Linked DNA regions of Capra hircus: region 2 is linked to region 1. A link is a contact called in public Hi-C data. All regions are on one chromosome and are shown on one strand. Each heading gives the region's core, a stretch centred on a gene start, on an enhancer-like site or on the middle of the called end of the contact. The rest is flanking DNA. Distances are from core to core; before and after follow the strand shown.

Region 1 (7,088 bases), core at 2,694-5,193:
CGGGATTTAGTGCTTTTCTAGATAGGAAGTTACTGACTGTGGGGCAAACTGAGTCTTGCTCTGGTGGGCGGGGCTGTGCTCAGTAAATCTTTATCCAATTTTCCGTTGATGGGTGGGGTTGTGTTCCCTCCCTGTAGTTCCCTCCCTGAGGCCAAACTATGGTCAGGGTAATGGCAGTAATGGTGAGCTCCTTCAAAAGGACTTAAGCCAGCACTCTGGGGCTCCCAGGACTGTTGTATTCAGTGCCCCGACCCTGTGGCAGGCCACTGTTGACCCACGCCTCTGCCAGAGACGCTGGGACCCTCACGGGCAAGTCTGGCTCAGCCTCTTGTGGGAACCCTCTCCTTCCTCCTGGGTCCTGGTGCACACAAGGCTCTGTTTGTGCCCTCCGAGTGTCTCTGGCAGGTAAGAGGTTTGATTCTAAGTGTGATTTCTGTGTGGATCACAACAAACTGTGGAAAATTCTTAAAGAAATGGAAATACCAGACCACCGGACCTGCCTCCTGAGAAACCTGTATGCAGGTCAAAAAGCAAGAGTTAGAACTGGACATGGAACAATGGACTGGTTCCAAATTGGGACAGAATTACATCAAGGCTGTATATTGTCACTCTGCTTATTTAACTTATATGCAGAGTATATCATGAGAAATGCTGGGCTGGATGAAGGACAAACTGGAATCAAGATTGCCGGGAGAAATATCAATAATCTCAAATATGCAGATGACACCACCCTTATGGCACAAAGTGAGGAGGAACTAAAGAGCCTCTTGATGAAAGTGAAAGAGAAGAGTGAAAAGGCTGACTTAAAACTCAACATTCAAAAAACAAAGATCATGGCATCCCGTCCCATCACTTCATGGTAAATAGATGGGGAAACAGTGGAAACAGTGTCAGACTTTATTTTGGGGGGCTCCAAAATCACTGCAGATGATGATTGCAGCCATGAAATTAAAAGATGCTTACTCCTTGGAAGAAAAGTTATGACCAACCTAGATAGCATATTGAAAAGCAGAGACATTACTTTGCCAACAAAGGTCCATCTAGTCAAGGCTATGGTTTTTCCAGTAGTCATGTATGGATGTGAGAGTTGGACTGTGAAGAAAGTTGAGCACCGAAGAATGGATGCTTTTGAACTGTGGTGTTAGAGAAGACTCTTGAGAGTCCCTTGGACTGCAAGGAGATCTAACCAGTCCATTCTAAAGGAGATCAGTCCTGGGTGTTCATTGGAAGGACTGATGCTGAAGCTGAAACTCCAATACTTTGGCCACCTCATGCGAAGAGTTGACTCATTGGAAAAGACTCTGATGCTGGAAGGGATTGGGGGCAGGAGGAGAAGGGGACGACAGAGGATGAGGTGGCTCGATGGCATCACCGACTCGATGGACATGAGTTTGAATAAACTCCTAAACTCCGGGAGTTGGTGATGGACAGGGAGGCCTGGCGTGCTGAGATTCACGGGGTCGCAGAGTCGGACATGACTGAGCAACTGAAGTGAACAGTATGGTTGTGAGAGTTGGACCATAAAGAAGGCTGAGCGCCGAAGAACTGGTGCTTTTGAACTGTGGTGTTGGAGAAGATGCTTGAGAGTCCCTTGGACACCAAGGAGATCAAACCAGTCAATCCTAAAGGAAATCAGTCCTGAAAATTCACTGGAAGGACTGATGCTGAAACTGAAGCTGCAGTTCTAGTACTTTGGCCACCTGATGCACAGAGATGCATTAGAAAAAACCCTGATGCTGGGAAAGATTGAGGGCAGGAGGAGAAGGGGACGACAGAGGATGAGATGGTTGGATGGCATCACCAACTCAATGGGCATGAGTTTGAGCAAACTCCGAGAGATGGTGAAGAACAGGGAAGCCTGGCGTGCTGCAGTCCATGGGGTCACAAAGAGTCGGGCATGACTGAGCGACTGAACAACAACAATAGATATGAAGAAATGCAAAGATTGGGGTCACGAAATCAGTTCCTGAAAACATCTATCTAAAGACCCGACCCACCAGATTCCCTGGAACACAGAGGGCCTCACTCCACCCTGAACTCCCTCAGCGGGTATTGAAAGCCATCAGCTGCAGCAGCACAGGGTTCAGTCTCCTCTAGGCAGACGGCAAATGCCCTTATTGTTCTTGTTCATTTGCTGGCAAATTCTCTTGGCCAGTGTCAATTTGTAGTTGACGGGATCTTCAAATTGGCCGCCCTCTGCCTCCCTCACAGCTTCTTCCTGATGCCCTTCCTCCATCCCAAATCCTGGCTCCTGACTCCAAGCAACAGCCCATGCCAGGCCCTCTCCAGTGCGCAGGGCAGGTGGGGGTGGGGCGGAAAGGTCGCAGAGAATAGGAGACAGCGCAGGCCCACCCACACTCTCCGTTTGCTGGAGAGGGTGAATACATTCAGCATTTATTCATCCTATGTCTCTGCCTTCTAGAAAGGACTTAAAGCACGCCACTTACTGACACACTCACATTGTTTCGTTTGATAAGCCTCATTCACTCACTTCCTCGTGTATTCATCGTTCGTTCATTCATCCAACTATTTCTCCTTACTGCAGAGCGCATTGCTGCCCCCTTTTCTCTGGTGTTCAGGGGAGGTCTTGGCCCATTAGATCCCACAGTCTTACCCAGCACTCTAAAACTGCAGGGCTGCAGCCTTTGGACAACAGCCGGTCCCACTGACTTTGCAGATGAGGAAATGGTTAGCATCCACCCGAGGTCAAGGCCATTCTGGGAAGAGCAGCCCCATCTCAGGCTTGCGGTCCAGTCCACGCTGTGGACAGGGAGCCAAGGCCACCAGAGGCTGGTCTATGTGGTGAGGAACCAGCTGCAGCCTTGGGATCTGACAATCAGGGTTCCAGCCCCAGCTGTTCAGGGCCGCTGCCCAAGTTCTTACGCCCTGGGCATGTCCACCTAAACATCTCACAGGGCCTTGAGTGCATGTCTGAACCCAGTTCTCTACCCACCTGCACATGCTTCCTGTTTCAAGCTGCCCCATCTGCCCCCATCTCATGGGAGGTTCCACTGTCTCCTCAGCTGCAAAAGCCAGAGGACTGGTCGTCTCTTTCCCTTCCCCTGCCAGCACCCTGCAAGAGCTCCTCTATGGCTGGGCTACTCTAGACAAGCACCTCAGCCTCTCTGTGAATTGGCCTCTACCCTGTCTCGACACAGACTTGCCTTGGGTCCACCCAGGAATAGGGAATAGAGAAAGCCCTTGGGTGAGTCAGTAGGCCCTGAGTCTGAGCTCCACCAGCAAACAGCCTTGCTTATCCATATAATCTATGACTCTGAATTCCAAGGTCATGGCCAGCTAATAACAATGGACTTCATTCTTTCATTGCACATGATGGCCAGGTGCTGTGCTAAGTACTTCATATAATTTAATTGAGGGAAATGCTACTACCCTCCGAGTTATAGATGAACAAATAAAGCATTGAGAAGCTAAGTAACTTGGCCCACGGTTACACAGCTAGTGTGTGGAGCCGGGATTCAAACCCAGGTCTGACCAAGCCCGAGCCCACACACTTTGCTGGGCTGCTTTCTGTTTCTGGCACAGGAAGGTTTGGTAAGGGGCACCACCCAGAGCTCCCCATTCCCAGCTAATAAAACCGTAAAACGGGACCATCAGGACTTCCCTGGTGGTCCGGTGGCTAAGACTCCACGTTCCCAATGCAGGGGGCCAGGGTTCAATGCCTGGTCGAGGAACTAGATCCCACATGCCCACAACAGAAAACAGATTGTGTGCGCTACAACTAAGACCCGGTGCAGTCAATTAAACCTAAAAACAAACAAAAAAATCCTCACTCCCATTACACGTGGGAGGATCATGAGCCTGCTTCTTCCACTCCAGACAAGCTGGAATAAAAGTCTTGCGAGCTGACTGCAGCTGCTCGGTGCCCTGCATTCCTCAAGCGGTACCAGGCGGAGTTCAGCTGTGCCTGCCCCCTCACTAGGCCTGCCGGCTGCCCAGCACTGTGACTGGACATGTGCCAAGACACTGGGAAGCGGCCCAAGCCAGGCGCTTACACAGTGGTTCTGTGTGACCTTGGGTTCCTGAAATGGCCTGTCTCCTGTTAAGAAGAGTGCTGAGGGGCTGGGTCAGACACGGCACACCTTGAGCTGGCATAATTTCAGTGGTGGAGACAGGAGACTCCGACATGAACTATGCATCTCTGATGGTGAATTCAAAACAAGTTAACACCAGGGGCGCCCAGGTGCGTCTGTATCCTGTGAGCCACCATTGCCCAGTGTCAGGACGGGTGGTGGGCGCAGGAGAGATGACACTGCACGAGCCCTCCTTAAGAAGGCCAGGAACCAGAGAATGGACAGGCCCCGGGGAGGGGGTGGTAAGGAGGCCTGGCTGGCACTGGATCCCAACTCTGCCACTTGTTAGAATCCAGCAAGCTAACAGATGAAGTATTTGGAAAACTACCAAGAGCTCTCTGAATGTTTGGACTTATTACATATTAACAAAGAGCCTGCCTTTGGCTTTCCTTGCGTCTCAGAGACAGCACAGGCTTTCGAACTGGGCTGACCTGCATTCTGTCCTCGGTCCTCTTTAGCTCCTGGGACTTGGACAAGTCATGTAACTTCCCTGGCGGAGAAAGGCCTCCCAGCTCGGACTCAGGCACAGCCCTAATAGTCTCCACAAGGCCTATATATGACCCAGAACCTCTTCCTTCCCTCCCGCTTGCTGGCTCTGCTCCAGCTGGCCTTCTCACTACGTTCTCTCAACATATAAAACATGCTCTGGCCTCAGGGCCTTTGCACTTGCAAGTTTTCTCTCCCTAACACATTCTCCAGGTATCTGCAACGTTGCCTCCTTGCCTCTCTGCCCAAATGATGCCAATTAGGGTGATGACCATACAGTTCAAAACAGTAACTCCTATCCTTGATTTTTCTCTATAATATACATCACCACCCAACATGCTCTGCGTGGTTTATAACCTGCCTCCACGCGTTAGAATTTAAGATGAGGCCAGGGACTTTATTTTTTTCTTTTTAATTAAAAGTAATTATTTGTTTTTTATGGGTTTTGCTTTTTTACCCACTTCCTTTCTTTCATGCCTAGCAACACCTGGTTGGCTCACCAGGTGAAAAAAGGATCCAATCTTCTGTGCATGAAATCCTACAATGGGCCTGAAACACAGCAGGCATTGTTAGACTCCTAGAGCTGCTGTAACAAATTACCACGAAGTTGGTGGTTAGAACAGAAACTTATTCTCACAGCTTTGGAGGCTGAAAATCCAAAATCAAGGTACCAGCTCTGGTGGAGAGCACTCCCTCGGCCCTTGCAGCTTCCGGGGGCTCCAGGTGCCCCTTAGCTTGTGGCTGCCTTTCTCTAATTTCTACCTTTCTGTGGCCCTCTTCCTCCCTGTGTGTCTCTGAGTCTAAGGACACATGTCATTGGACTTAAGGGCCACTTGGATAATCCAGGATAAGTCATGTTGAGATACTTAACTCACATCTGTGAAGACCTTTTTCCAAACATCAGTGATAGGTTCCAGGGGTTAGGACATGGGCGTATCTTTTCGGGGACCAGCATTCAGTAACTACCGAATGAACTACCAGCATTCATATCAATAGGAAGCAAGGACACAGAAGAGTTTATGAATTAAAAGTGTTGGGGGTGGGAAAAATAACAGCATCTCATTTAGTCCTGCTGCTGCTGCTGCTAAGTCACTTCAGTCATGTCTGACTCTGTGTGACCCCATAGTTGGCAGCCCACCAGGCTCCGCTGTCCCTGGGATTCTCCAGGCAAGAACACTGGGGTGGGGTGCCATTTCCTTGTCCACCTTTAGTCCTGACTCCCCATTAGCAGACTCTATCATTTACTTTACTGGTGACTCGGATGGTAAAGTATCTGCCTGCAACGCAGGAGACTCAGGTTCAATCCCTGGGTCAGGAAAATCCCCTGGAGAAGGGAATGGCAACACACTCCAGGATTCTTGCCTGGAGAATCCATGGACAGAGGAGCCTGGTGGGCTACAACCCCAGGCCATGGGGTTGCAAAGAATCAGACACGACTGAGCAATATCAGACAACATCCTCATTTACAAGCAAAGAACAGTGCGCAGTGATGAACTGACCTGAGAGCAGGAGCTTCCGCCCCAAGAGCCATACAGGTATCCACCCCAGGGTGACAGGCGACATCCCAGATAAGGAAGCCAGATGACCAGTTCCAGCCACCGCTGCCCCAACACGGAGGCCGTGGACCCGGCCCAGATCTGCCCAGCTGCAGACTCTAGGGATCCTCAAGTGGGCTGCACAGCAGTGAGCAACACGGCCAATCATCCTCATTTCATCTCTCAACAGAGGGCAGGCAGATCTCAATTTTCGTCTACCAGCCCAGAGGTTGCACAGTAAATTAGTGACACAATTCAGACTTGAATCCAGGTGTGATGCCTTCCAAACAGTGGCTCTTCCATGTTCTCGAGCCTCCTTATAACCAAACTTAAAAGAAACCAGCCATGTACCAAGTGAGCACAAAGCCTAGCTTCAGAATTCACAACCACCTTGTCACCGGGTGGCAGGCAGGAGCCTCACCAGCCACCCCCTCCCAAGTTCCAGGAAATTGCTTTGGAGGGGATATATAGACCCTGCAGATCTTGATGGTATAGCTACTATTTAACCTCTTGCCACCAGTCTTTTTAAAGGATGTGATGCTCTGTAATTAATTATCATTGATGGTGCTGGGTCTTCGTTGCTGCACAGGCTTTCCTCTAGCTGCAGTGAGTAGGGGCTGTTCTCCAGTTGCAATGCAAGGGCTTCTCACTGCAGCGGCCTCTCTCGTCGCAGAGCACAAGCTCTAGGTTGCTCAGGCTTCAGCAGTTGCGGTTCCCGGGCTCTAGAGCACAGGCTCAGTAGTTGTGGGGCACTGCCTTAGTTGCTCTGTGGCATGTGGAATCTTCCTGGACCAGGGATCAAACCCACATCTCGTGCACTGGCAGGCGGACTACCCATGAGCCACCAGCGAAGCTCTTCTTGCTACCAGTCTTAGGGTAGGACTTTCTAAGATAAAAACACAAGTTTGGGAAATGAAAGACCAGTCTTCACTACCTACCATCTTTGACTTGGGCAAGCTAATTAAGCCTCTTTCCT
Region 2 (7,088 bases), core at 2,829-5,328, 45 kb before region 1:
GGCGCTGGAGCTGGTGACCCCCATGGCAGGCCAACAGGCCCGTCAGCAAGGGGACGGTCGGAGGCAGCACTGGTCCCGGCAGAGGAAGGCGTCCTGCCCAGCGGCAGGGAGAGAGGGGCCAGGGCCCCCGGCGGTGGACAGCCCCTCCACGCCCTCCTGGGCCAGCAGAGATGCCGGCCAGGAGGCATGGCAGAGGCAGGCAAGAAGGGAGGCCTGGCAAGCGGAGGGCGGCCCAGGGCTGCAAGGCACTGGCAGCTGAGGTGGTCTCTGTTTATTGTCGGTGAGGAAAACCCTCTCAAGTTAATACAGTGTGATCTTTCCCTGGAGGTGTGCTGAGGGAAGGGCCCTAAAGGCACCCCGGAAATAGCTTATAGCAACAGTGCTTTGCCCCAAGAGCTGCTGGGCACGTCCCCTGGGGCGAAGGTGCTGGTCCCCATCGGCTCCTCCTCTCCCACAGCCGTCCCAGGGGGTGAGCGGCCATCAGTCCTTTGGAGGCGACAGAGTCGGGAGGGAACAGACAACAGGCGCGTGTGAGGAGACAGGCTGGCGCTGACCACCAGGGGCGGGTCTGCCGCACCCCGGCCCTGGGGTGGCGGGGAGAGCCCACGGGAGGGGCCGGGGCCACGGTGTGGGGTGAAGGGCCAGGGTTAGCACCTACAGGCAGCACGCCCGCCTGCTGCTGGCCTGGGGCCCGCCCGCCTCCCCCGGGGCCCGCCCTTGGGGGGCTCAGCTCCCGGGCACCCCACCCGCCCCAGCACCCTGTCTCGGGCAGGGAGACTTCCTGCAGAATGAGGGGAGGTGAGGGAAGCACCTCCTAAGACTTCGAGGAACAAAGGGAGGGGTCTGTCCATGAGGCCCCTTCAGGTCTTGAGGACACAGTAACTACCTCCAACTTTAATTAAGAGACTTCATAAATAGAGCTCCTGAGTGCGGAGAGAGAGAGGCAAGGCTGCCTGCCCTGCCAGGATGACAGGGACTCAGACCCAGGACGGCGGGGAGTGGGAAGGGGCCGCTGTGGCCGAGTCTGGCTTGCCGACCTGCCCAGAGGGCAGGAGACCCAGGCCAGAGGGTCCACCACAGGCAGACCCTCATAGGCAGACAGACCCTCTGCTCCCCTCCACACGTGGTACAGGAGTGAAGCGGGACCAAGGGCAGGGGCTCGTGGGACGAGACCCTGCTCGCTCCTGGGGTCGGTCACAGCATCTGGAGTCAGGAGAGCCAGGCAGGGGGCTCAGAGGAGAGGGAAGAAAAACTCTTTGGCCCAGACCAGCCAGAAGGCCCTGAGGAGGGAGAGGCCATCACCCAGAGGCTCCCTCCCCTAAGTCATCTTTCCTCTTGACTGATCCTGAAGGGACACAGAAGCTCCCCCCCCGCCCCGCAGAGCACAGCCAGTGCGGGGGTGGTGTCCCCAGCTGGCAGTCTGCACCGTTAGCTCCTGTCTCCAGGGCACTTGCTCTTGGTATCACGCTTGTTTCCTAGCAGCTTCAGCACCTTCATGGTCTTGAACTTGCCCTTCTTCTTGCTCTCGGACTCAGCCTCCTTCTGGAACTCTGCAGAAGGGAAAGGGCAGTTGATTGGGGCGGGCCAGGGAGTGGCAGCCAACAGTCTCAGCCCACCACCACCCCCACGTCGCCTGGAACCGTGGACATGTCCCTTCATCCTTTTGCATCTCCAGTTCTTCACCTCTAGGATGGGACCCCACCCCTTCCCAGCATTTCGGCAGGGATCGGGACACGAAGGCAGTGGGGGAGCCCTAGAGCACGACTGATGTTTTATCTCGAAAAGCCTCTATTCCCCTACAGCTCTGTGGCTCACAACACAAACACTGACTGTCAGAGCTAGAAGAAACCGCAGTCATCTGGCCCAGTCCCTCACTTATTATGGACAAGGAAAATGTGAGTTTGAAACAGATTACCACCAGCCAAGCTTTTTGTGGGTGCCAGGCCATGCCTAAATGCTTTATACAGGTTATCTCAGTCATCCTCAGCACCTGCCCAGGAGGTGGGTGCCTCTGTTCACCCCCATCCTGCAGACAAGGAGAGTGAGGCCTGAAGGGGTGAAGCGCTGGCACAAAGCCACCCAGCTGGGACGCGTCACAGCTGGGACCAGAATCCAGTCTAACTGGAGCCCAGACGGAACCGCAAGGCCACAAAATGAATCACTGAGGGAACCAAGATTAGGCCCAGGCCTCCTGACTCCCAGTCCAGTGCTCTCTCATCTTCTCCAAGGGCGGGAGTTGGGGGACTGCTCTTTGAACCCACAGACCGCTCCTGAACCAGCTATGGATCTCAAGGAGGAATGCACAGCTCAAGGCAGACATACCCTGGGAAAGGGCCCCATACGCCACCACCCTCCCTGTTGGTACCACAGCATTCCACACCCATCTTCCTGGCCATAGGTTGGCTTGCCTTGCTACACATGGCCTTCTTGGCAAAAGAAAGGCTTGCACACACTGTCCCTGTGGGTACCCCTTCCAACGCTGTGTTCAACCGGCCCCCCACCCTGCAGGAGTTCAAGCGGGCCAGAGCCCCAGGAGGGGCCTCACCTTTCTTCTTGATCATGGCTTCCAACATCTTATCTTCCTCTTCCTCCCTGAAATGAGACAGGGAAGCTGAGTGTCCCACAGGAGGAAGGGCCAGATAATCTCTCAGGCCCCTCCAGAGCCTCCACACAGGCTGAGCAAGGGGGAGCTGAGATGGTTGGTGGTGAAGGTCTCATCCCCAAGGAAGCCCCGGGAGCCCCGCCCCTAGCCAAGTCACCTCTGCCGGTCCTCGTCCAGGCAGTTGACGATGGCGTTGCGCTGCTCGATGAGGGTCACGAGCTCTTGCATCAGCACCTTCTCTCGGCCCCGGTCCTCCTCTGTCCAGTCCTTTTCTGCTCAAGGAGAAAAGCTGGGGACATGAGGCCCAGGAAGCAAGGAACCAACACCTAAGTGCTAAGGGTGACTGCCGATCAGCCCCACGCTGGACACCATGAGGATAAGGAGAAGCCCAGATGGGTGGGGATTACAGTTTTTGGAGAAACAGAGGTTGTTGCAGAAGAGACCAAGAATACCAGTCTGCCTACCAAAGAGACTCTCCCAGGGGGCTCTGAGAGGACCAGTACAACGCAGGCTCTGCGAACAGAGACCAGCGCGGCCCAAAGCGTTTCCTGTTTATGTTCACACATTCATGCAACCAGTGTTCACTAGGTGGTTTCTTGGGAGAGGCGGGATTAGGGCTGGGCCTGCTAAGAGTTTCCAATGGCGGGCTGGCAGGAGTGGGGAGATACCAGGGAACCCCAGGGAGCACATACAGGAGGAGCAACGTGACCCAAGAGGCATCCTCGGACACCCATCTAATGCCAGGAAGGAGGGGGGACTAGAACGGACCCTGGGGGTTGGGAGACCTGCCAGGAAGTGTCCCTGATATCTCAGACACCTGCTGCCCTCCCCCACCCCGTCTCCTGATTTCAAGAACGCAGGCCATCCCACAGAACCACACCCTCAGAGACCCACCTGCTCCTTGGTATTCCTCTAACCCAGCCTGCAGACTTCCAGGGGACAGATGCCCCCACATATGACCTTCCTAATACAACATCTGCCACTACAGGCTTCCTCACCCCTCAGCCATGGCACAAACCCGTACCGCCTCCTCTTGCCAAAACTGGACCAATGGCCCAGCACAGTTCCAGGGGACAATGTGGGTTTCAGAGTCATCACTCCAGTTCAAAGCCTACTCTGCTGTTTCTCGAATCTGGGGCCTGGGTAAGCTATGTCCGCAGCCTACACGGGGGAAAGCTGAGGCTCAGGGAAGCTAAGTCCCTGACCAGTGTCCCACGGCAAGGGTGGAGCCAGTGCCTGTTTCCGGGCAGCCCCATGTCCCCAAGCTACAGCCTTAATCTCCGGCCTACCTGGGGCCTTTAAACCAGTATCACCTTCCAAAGGCAACAACCAGGACAGGAAGACAAGCCCAGAATGCACTGCCATCTCACACAGGACTGGAGAAGTAACACACACAAGGCCCAGGGCCAGGCTGGCCTGGAGAACAGAGGTGCGGGCCCCTCTCTGGCCACAAGGTGTCGCTGCGGCTCCCTCGGCATGGTGGCCACGCCCCAGCCTCCGGAGATTTGGGAGTGACTCATAGAGGGCAGTGGAGGGCTGGGACATTCTGTGACTTCCCCAGGGGCATTCCTGACTCTGGGTCTCATCCAGCCTCCCAAGCTGCCCAGTCAATGGGAAAGCAGGGCCACCATCCCAGCCAGGAGGAGGGACTGTGTGTGTGCAGGCACACGGCCAAGTCAGAGACTCGGAAAGAAGCCCAGCTCCCCCACCAAGAGGCAAGTCTCAACCTCTCTGGCTCTCCGTTTCCTCATCTGTTCAATGGGAAACAACGATTCCTAACCACCTGGGCCAGAGGAAGTGGTCAAAAGCCCTGGCTCCTGCCTCTGGACGTGCCACAGTCCCGCAGTCTCTCTCAGCCCACAGCTGTGCTTCACCCCACGTCGTGGGCAGACCCCAACTTGGTCACGTAGTAAGCATCAGCCCCTCCAAGGGCACAGCACATTTCCACATCCCATCTCCTGTTCCTGAGAACGCCCTCCCAGGTGGGCACCTCCGTTCCTGTGTCACACACGGAGCCACTGAGACTGCGTGCCAAGCCCGGGATGTGCAGCCAACACACATCCTAAGGGCACCAGCAAGTTCCCGCAGCGCACAGGACGGTGTGGCTCCATGCCCAGCCCCTCCCAGTTGCTCCCCTCCATCCTCAGCACACCCCATCCCTCCCTCCCAGAGTCGCTCTGAGCCATGCCGTGCAGGGGGCCCTCCCACTGGCCGTCCCTGCACCAGCAGAGTCCTGCCACGCTCTGACCTAATGGCCATGAGCCCAGAGCTGCCCCAGGACAGAAACATGCTCTCCCTCACTCATCGAGGCAGCCCAGGGCCCTGGAGACTGACTGCCCCCAACCCTACACCCCAGGACCTACCCACCCACACCTTCCGGGGGAGGAGGGGGCCAAAAAAGGTCAGTCTGCTCCTGGCCTTGGAGAGGTCTCTGCAGGCCTGTCATCCGACACACAGATGTCACAGCCCCACGCGGGTCCCCTCTCCCATCTTGGCTTGAGTCTATTAACCCCCTGTTAGGACCAAGACAGCACCTCCCGCCATGTCCTCTGGCCCTGCTCCCACAGTCTGCTCAGGCCTCCCCATCAGGGCTCTGTCCGTCCTTCCCCAGCCCACTCCTCCGTGTCACCAGGCCCCAGGGCAGGTGACCGGGGACGGGGCGTGGCCACCATCACCTGGCTTGTTGAGAAGGCACCGGAGCTCGTACTCCACGTCGGCCTGCCGCTGCTCCAGGTTCTGCTGCTTGAAGCTGGAAAGTGGGAAGTAGGTGACTGTTATTTCTGCCCCGGCTGCCTGCCCTGCCCTGAGCTGATGCGGGAAGAAGGTGAAGATTCTCAGTCCTGAGCTCTGTGGATTCAGGGCAGGGGGGAGCCAGGCGGGGACGGAGGGGAGGCAGGACTCACACATAGATGAGCTCGGACTCCCGCCGAACCAGCAGGTGCTTCTCGTGAATAAGCTTGAACCAGTCCACCAGCATGTCGTCTTCACGGCCCTCTGCAAGCCAGGTGCTCACTGAGGCCAGGGCTGGCAAGGATGCCATGGCGGCTCCCACCCTGGGGAAGAGGCTTCCCCCACCTGAGTCCCCCCGACCCCCTGCCAAGCCCCCCACAGCCCCCACACCGTTCACTCCGCCACGCAGCTTCTCCTCCAGCAGGACCCCACGGTGTTCCAGGGCATCCAGCTGGCGCTCGATGGTGTCTATTTCTCCGTGGATATCCTCCTCGGGGATGTACTGGTCGGACTGGACCTGCCCAACAGCACCCAGTCACCTGCGATCAGCCCGCCCTCCCATCTGTCTGCCGCCAGGAGCTTCCCTCTGGCCAGTGCTGGCCTCCCAGGCTCTGTCCCACACCCCATGCCCTGGGTCCCAGTGCCGTCAGGCATGCCCAGAGGGTGACACAACTTTCTGCCTCTCTTGGCAACTTCCTCCCCTCCTCTGGCACTCCAGAAAGGACATCATAATATGAGAAAGAGACCCAAAGGAGAGAGAAACCAAGAACACTCTTAAGCTGTTTAAGTAGAAGTATGTCATGTGAAGGCTTTGATCCTTGCACTATTATTAGCAACAATTTAAATGCATCACCCAGTGCTTTTGGTCAGAGCAGCTGATCTGCTCAAAATTCCCCCTGGCTGCAAGTCAGATCTCCCACCTGGGCCTCCCAGGCACGCCCCCTCCCACATCTCAGGGAAGGTGCCCAGACGGACCTCCCTGTCGCAGGGTCCCACAGGAAGCCTGAGGCCGCCAAGGCACGGGGCCGGAGCCCAGGTAGCCAGGTATCTGGGGCTCCCAGCAGATACCTTGCGTTTGATGAGTGGGAAGCCATGTCCTGGGGCAGGTGGTCTCGCTGGCTTCGAGCCCCTGGTGGCCTTCTTTACACTTGGGGATGCTGTGGGTGATGGCTTCCGGTTAAAAGGGTTCTCCTTGCAAGAAGACTAAAGGCAGGGAAACATGACAGAAGATATTAAAAGTCAGGAAGGGGCAGTGGGACCCTGGGAGCTTGATCACGTGGATCCACGGAAAGCAGGGTGGGTGGGACTCAGGCAGAATCTCCCAGCATCCAGTCTGAGGCACCCAGTCATTCAACAAAGACTTCCACCTCCCAGCACCCCTCATGTGCAGCTGCCACACTCGGTGCTGTTCTACACGCTTGTCTAATCCTCACAACCACTCCACAAAGTGGGTCGTGTCTGCCCATCTTACCGGTGAGGAAACTCAAGTTTTGAGGGGTTAAGTAATTGGCCCAAGGTCATGTTCTTCCCAAGGGCCCAAGCTGGAGTGTGACTTGGTCTGTTTCAGGCCGGGCAGCCCTCCGGCGCTGGGGGCAGTGGTCAGGACGTGCAGTTTAGGGCAGGACGAAGCAATGGTAGCTCACCCAGGCCTCACCAACACCGCTTTCCCAGCAGGGATTACAGGGCTCAGCACTTTGCCCAGGGTCTCCCAGCCAGGAAGTACAAAAGCGGGATCCCGCTTTCAGTAGAGGGAGGC

What was found. Hi-C and Micro-C count contacts between places; a contact is called where the count stands out from the background.
Region 2: a contact with region 1 is called in a Hi-C map of blood, with 2.0 times the contacts expected there. The contact joins two enhancer-like sites.

What each region holds. Positions count from the first base shown.
Region 1 is chr5:108,613,691-108,620,778 of ARS1.2, reverse strand. It overlaps LOC108636071 (a long non-coding RNA gene), which reads right to left and starts at 55. Exons shown (of 4, transcript XR_001918122.1): 1 at 1-55. Within about 2 kb of position 3,943, at least 4 of the 5 cell types and tissues checked have an H3K27ac peak or open chromatin away from gene starts, as enhancers often do.
Region 2 is chr5:108,658,946-108,666,033 of ARS1.2, reverse strand. It overlaps MICALL1 (MICAL-like protein 1), which reads right to left. Exons shown (of 16, transcript XM_018048741.1): 10 at 6,401-6,535; 11 at 5,723-5,849; 12 at 5,506-5,596; 13 at 5,278-5,351; 14 at 2,760-2,874; 15 at 2,546-2,592; 16 at 1-1,550. The coding sequence ends at 1,429. Among named protein-coding and RNA genes, the nearest start is that of C5H22orf23, 12 kb to the left of the region's middle. Within about 2 kb of position 4,078, at least 5 of the 5 cell types and tissues checked have an H3K27ac peak or open chromatin away from gene starts, as enhancers often do.